Regions from separate parts of the Mus musculus genome. Here region 1 is linked to region 2. Evidence: chromatin contacts called from public promoter capture Hi-C data. All regions are on one chromosome and are shown on one strand. The core of a region is the stretch at or near the end of the contact, and the rest is flanking DNA. Distances in the headings are between cores, read along the strand shown. Region 1 overlaps Uhrf2 (ubiquitin-like, containing PHD and RING finger domains 2). Region 2 holds the start of Ranbp6 (RAN binding protein 6).

What was found. Promoter capture Hi-C pulls out the DNA fragments that hold promoters and counts their contacts.
Region 1: a contact with region 2 is called in a promoter capture Hi-C map of the HPC-7 cell line. A contact is called at or near these places in 18 of 39 promoter capture datasets (3T3-L1-derived adipocytes, the C10 cell line, the HPC-7 cell line and 11 more), 59 of 484 Hi-C or Micro-C datasets (the AtT-20 cell line, B cells, the BV-2 cell line and 21 more), 14 of 130 datasets of targeted methods (the 230-238 cell line, bone marrow-derived macrophages, cardiomyocytes and 6 more) and 1 of 9 other capture datasets (macrophages).

The regions. Positions count from the first base shown.
Region 1 is chr19:30,049,527-30,052,687 of GRCm38.p6, forward strand. The region is part of intron 2 of Uhrf2 (ubiquitin-like, containing PHD and RING finger domains 2); the gene reads left to right. Among named protein-coding and RNA genes, the nearest start is that of Uhrf2, 21 kb to the left of the region's middle.
Region 2 is chr19:29,811,323-29,814,555 of GRCm38.p6, forward strand. It overlaps Ranbp6 (RAN binding protein 6), which reads right to left and starts at 1,652. Exons shown (of 1, transcript NM_177721.4): 1 at 1-1,652. The coding sequence starts at 1,628.

The DNA of each region.
Region 1 (3,161 bases), core at 30-2,529, 240 kb after region 2:
AGGAATGCAAGTTCAAGGCCAAGCTGAACTTTCCATCACAGGTTTCAGGCAGCCTGGACAACGTAGTGAGTGGTGTTCTCTCCCTTACCCTCAAAGATGAAGAAAGGAAAGCAGAGAGGACTGGTCGTTCCAGTCTGTAATCTCAGGTACTCAGGGCTGACTGAGGCTGGGAAATTGGAAGTTCAGGGCCTAGGCACAGAGTGAGGTCTTGTCTTAAAATAAACAGTTAAAAAAAATAAGTTAATTTTGTAGTTGAGAAGTCAGTAGTTGCCTAGCATATGTGAGGCCATATGTACAGTACCTAGTACTGCAGAGACAGGTCCAGAGCATGCTGGATGAGCAGCAGTCCTCCTAGTATTGCTATTGGATATTATCTAAGCTTCAGTTACCTTGCTTCTTATGCTTCGGTTTTGTACCTTTCTAAAGTGTATGACCTTTTCTGTATGTGAAGATTTTATATGTGTGTGCGAGTGTGTGTATATGTACATATATGTGTGTGTATGTATGCTTTTGTGCTTGCTTATTTTCTACTTTTTGAGACAAAAACTCAATGTGTAACCAAGGTGCCTTGCACATTTTGTACCTCAGTATTGAGAGTATTTGTTTTATACGCATGCACCACAATCATGCCAAGTTTACATGTGGCCTTTGTGTATTTCCTTTCAAAAGACAGTTTATTTGTGATCCTTATCCTTTTATTAACGTACATACTCACACCAGCTTTGGTTAGATGAACAAAAACAGTAAGGTTTTTTGTTTGTTTTAATTAAGCCTTTTAAGTCTTTGTCTTGAAAGGTGCAAATAAACATGTATGCCTTTTTAAAACCTCATCAGATTACAGGTGTGCACTACTATACTTGTGCATATAGCTAGTTTGTTTTTAAATAAAAATTAAGGTCAGATTTAATCACAGGTTCATGTGACTTATCTACTTCATCACAAAATCTAGCCCCAAACCATGCTGCTTATTTTTATATACAAATTTACATGTTTTTTAAAATATATGAAGTATATATATTCTTTGATATTTTGACACCCGTAAAGAAACCTTGCTTTCTGGGAGAGACGAGATTGCCTTTCTTAAGACTAGTGAATTCCTTACTTTGTTTTGTGAATTCCTAGAAATAATACTCTGTCAGAGAGTATGTCTTTAATATACAGCAGGGCAATTCTGAGTCCATACCCTAGTCACATCTCTTATCTCTGTCTCACACACTAAAACAGTATTCTACTGATCATGGCAAGGATGTTCTGTCAGACAACTAGAGACCTTCCCAGTAGCCTGGGGCCCACTGTGACACATTCATATTAGCTAATCTTAGATTGTTTGCCCTGGCCTGGCCTGGCCTGGCCTGCTTTGCCTTCCTAGGGAAGACAGAGTAAAGGCTCTTGAGCTATGCTTTCCCCTCATTTCGTCTGCCTCTTTTAGTTTGTGTGTTTGTTTTGTGTTTCTCTGTGTATCCCTGGCTATTTTGGACCTTACTACATAGACCAAGCTGACTTCAAGCTCAGAAATCCCCTGCCTCTGTGCTGGAACTAAAGGCACGCGTCAGCAGCGCCTAGCTCTTCCGCCTTCCATTGCTTTGCTGTGTGAATTGAATTTTTCTTTAAATAACATTAGCATCTCCTTTTTGCATTTTAATTGTATAAATTAGAATCTTGTGGGTCTCTATAATTTGAACACTTCCAGATACATTATCTTTTTGTCATGCTGTATCTTCACATTGACTGTTTTGAAACAGGGTCTTACTATTAAACTGACTGATCAACTCTTAGGATTGTTCTATCTTAGCCTCTCTTGGGCTGTGTTTATAGGAACATGCTACCAGATGTCCACTCTTCTGACTAACTCTTTCTGTTAATTCCTCCTAAGTTACTTAGAAGGGGACTACCACAGTATCCTGTTTTTATATTAATTTTATGGTTTAGTAGTTTTTGTTCTGAGCTGCCATCAAAACCCAGGCTCTACAAAAGAGTTTCATTTCTTCCATGCAGTTCAACCTGTTTAAATGTTTCCTTAGCATGTTTTTGTAGCCGGACTTTACTACTTTGTGGGATATTCTTTTTTTCACCCTTTTTCCACGCTTTCAACCTCCTGACACCAGATAAGAGAGAAAAAAGTATAGAGGGAAAGCAAAGATATCCCTGTATAAAGTCAGCAGTCAGAAAGAGTAGGATGTTATCGATAGACTACTTCCTGCTAATTAGGGGCATTGAGTTCCTTAAAGCAAGTTTGATCTTTGCTGTTAGGATATCCAATTTCTTCTTGTTTCTTCTTTGCATAAGACTACTTAACAGCAACCAATAACCCCAGTGCCCTAGCTTTATATCCCTCTGAGAAGTCCCCAGAATTCCTGATATCAAAGAACTGCAGAAATGCATCTGCAGCTGGCAAAAGCAGGCCCCTGCTGGAGCATGAGGCAAATCATAGTCAGCTGCTCTGGACAATCTGAAGCAGCCCCATATTCCACACTTGGGAATAAAATGAAAGCAAACTCTTATAATATTTCTGTGTTTTTTAAAGAAACCAAAATTTGACAATTATCACTACATATCTATATATTTTACAATGTATTAGAGTTTAAAAGCACCACCAGCCACCTTTTTGTTTGCAGTATTTGTAAGTGGTATGCTAGTAAAACAATAGGATAATAAAACTTGAGTTTTAGATTTACATACTCAAATGACAATCCTTACTTTTAATGAACTTTTAGGTTATTCTAAATAGTAGCCTTACATGCGAGCTTTTTGCAAATTTCAGCATTTCATTTTAACTGCTTACAGATCCATAGTAGAGTTTATATTTGTGTAGGGATTTTTTTTTTAAAAACTTTGTTTTTGAGACAGACTGCTGTGGTCTCCTGTATAGCCTAGGCTGGCTATGAACTTGTGATTCTCTAGCCTGAGCTTCCAGAGTGCTGGGATTACAGATTACAGCACCCCACCCCACACTTCAGGTTAAAAGTGTAGTTCTATTGCTGTTTTTTTTAAATATCAACCATATATTGCATACCCTGTTACAATGATATAAGTGGAATACAAAATGAAATACCACATCTTGGCGTTCTGTGAGTAAATAGTAACTTAAGTTTATTCTTATCTTTATCATTGATTACTTTTGTTTTACTTTTTGCTTACAAGAGATTGTCTTTAAATTTATT
Region 2 (3,233 bases), core at 402-2,901:
ATAAATATATCATAATATGGAATAAAGCTTTCTTCTATTGCATCTGCAACGGAAGCAATGGTTGTCACAAGTTGTTCTAAGGCCAACTTAGTTCCATTCCGAATCAGCTCTTGAAGTTTAATTACCAAGATGGAATGGAGACTTTTTACCATATTTTCCAAATATAGAATTAGCAATGACTTGGGGCAGTCTTCAATAAAAATAACAAGAGCAGAAGCTGCGTGAGATTGCACACGTTGATTACCTTGGTTTTCCATGGTTCGCAACAAAGCTGTAATCACTATCTCATGGAATTTCTTTTGGAAACTAGGTGCAAAATCTGTAGCCATCTGTCCAAGTGTAGTACAGGCAGCAGCCCTTACCCTTGGATGAGGATCCTGAAGAAAAAGTAAAACCGAGTTAACTGTTTCATCTAGAATTGGTTCCATTTGCTGATGGCAACCTTCTCCAATGGCTGATAAGGCCATTAATCCGGCGTGTCGACATTTCCAGTCAGGGCTCTGAAGCATCTGCATGATATGCTCCTTGGTCATTGGCAAAACAACTTTCCCACCAAGTCCACAAGCCAGTCTGTCTAGGGCACTCTCAGCAGCAACCGCATTGCTGTCAAAGTCATCTTCTTCCATTTCATCAGCATTTACCCAGTCATCATCATCTTGAAGATCAACCATCATTGCTAATATATGAGGCACAGCCTGTGCAATAATATTCGTATGCTTTTTCAACATTGGAGTTGCAGTTTCAGATAAGGTGACTATTACTTCCAGAGCCAGCTGGCGTTGCAGGTTACTAAGCCTAGAGTCTCCACACAACTTCAGGCTCAACTGCAGAGTATCTTCTAGATAGGGACCCAAGTACTTAGGTACAGTATCTGCAATCTCAACAAGGGATTCTAGCACAGAATCATCATCCTGGTAGCAGGAATCATTCACAGCCTGTAAGATCCCAGGAAGCAAATCCGCAAAGTCTTTGAAAAGAGCAATATTGTTTTCATTAGCAAGGACGAACGTAGCTGCAGCTCTAGCAGATAATGTCCTGATTGCTGGATGCTCCTGATCTTGAATACACTGGTCCAACAACCTCTTGATGATATCCAAATCGTGACGATCCTGGTTCCCAAAAATCCCAGGAAAGTGCCAGAAAACGTGAAGTGCAACTTCCCACAGAACCACATTTTTAGAGTGAATCGAATCAATGAGGAATTTCAGACCTTCTGGCCAATGGTTAGTGCCACTCTCATCTATCAAATTCCTGGCCAGCACCGCAAAAATATCACAAAGCTTTTTCCTCATGCTAGCATGTGTTTCTAACTTAACGGCCAGTATCAGTTCAATCTTGACATCCCTCTGCACTTCAGGAGGTAGATTTGGATAGACCTCCTCAAACCCTGAGGACAAAAGCCGTCGTAGCAGTGCGGCAGCCATTTGTCTCACCTCATAACCTGCTCTTCTATTTCGGACGGCGTCTAAGAGAAATGTAGTCTTACACAGACCTGGGATATTCTCATAGACCTCCTCGGCTTGCCTCCGCACCATGCAGCTTGGATTGATCAGGTTCTTCAGAAGCTGGTAAAACTCCTGCTTTTCCGACACGGTCGCCGGCAACCCTGCAGACCCGGCCGCCGCCATCGCGTCCTGTCAAAGCTACCGCGACCGGGAAGGAGGGAGGGAGTCTGCGGCTGGGAGCGGTGACGTCAGTGAGGCGACGCCGGGGATGGGCGGGGCGCTGCTCCCACTCTCCGCTGCGGCGGGGTGAAGCTGGCAGGCGGGGGTCTGGGTTTTACAGGGTGGACGGAGCTGAGTGCGTTTTAGGGGTATCGTCCTGTTCTCCGACCGATGTGCTCCTGTAGAGGCTGGAAGGAGATGGGGAGAAATTCGCTCCGCAAGTCTACATACTGTATGATGCCGTTATTGTTTGTAAAAGACCTCGAATAAGCACCTCTAGACGAACTTTAATTAGCACCTGCTATGGAGTGAGGGAGGAGGGAAGAATGGAGTATAACTGCTGTCCGGGGATTTCTTTTTGAGGGTTGGTAAAAATGTTCTGCAGTTGATAGTGATGATGGTTCCCCCAATGTCATGCCGTTCTACTAAGAACTACCGAATTATACAATTTAAATTGTTAACTGGGTATAGTGAGTAAAACCATAATAAAACTACTTGCAAAATAAACTCAATCAAAGGTTAATGATTTCCTCCCCGTTGCCACACCCAAAGAAGTAGAACCCGAGATGTTCAAACTCGGGCGTACATCCCAATCTCTTGTCCTGTGGATTCTAACAGAGTGGGAAAGACAAATGAGTAAGGTGGGAGGTGATCTGGAGTAATGATAATGAAGCTTCTTGAATCCTGGTCTTCTATATACATTACTTTTGTATTTTTGTTACTCAAGATTTTCCTTATGTGTTTCTAAACTGTAATATGACAGTTCAGTTATTAGAATCCTAATTACCCATGAATAGGAAGCTGCAAAGATTACCCTAAGAACAAATTCCCCAAGGCTATGTATTTTTAATGTAGGCAGATGAGTTATTTAAAACCATAATTATAAGGTGTAACAGTCTGAGATCAGATCTTCCTCTCTGCCAGCCATTGTCACACTCATTTCAGCCCTAGGTAATTCTGTAAGGCTGATAAAGGCAGACAAAGCACTACTTTAAACCAAGAAATGAAGAGCCAGAGAGGCTGAGGCTCACAGCAGATGAGTCTAAATTCTACCTAGTCTTAAGGCAGTGGCACCTTTTGTCACCACAGAACATCCCCTATAGCCGCTGTTGCTTTTGCAACGTCATCAGAGACCTTCATTTATTGTGTTCTGTCTTAAACTTTGCCAAGAAATCTGAATTTCAGTCTTGTGAAATTCTGCTGCATATACACACAAAATGGAGAAAGTCTAGTTTCACATTAACAAGTTGACTGACCAAATAGGTGGTCTCATAAATTAATTTGTAATATGAAACTAGTCTCTGAACAGTGTTTCTCATTTGGTGAACCATTTCAAGGCCATTTAGGGTGTTTATTTTAAAATACAGATGTTAGGACCAGCTTCCAAATTACTGTACTAGATTTCTGAGAACTGTAACCCAAACATGCATAATTAATAAGCACAGAGAGATTTTATATAAATACCTAAACTTTATAATTATGGATCAAATCAATTCTTGTTTTGATTCTAAAATCTTACCTACAGTGCTTCATCTTGTACCAGACTCACTGCTCTTCTTACTGCTCCTA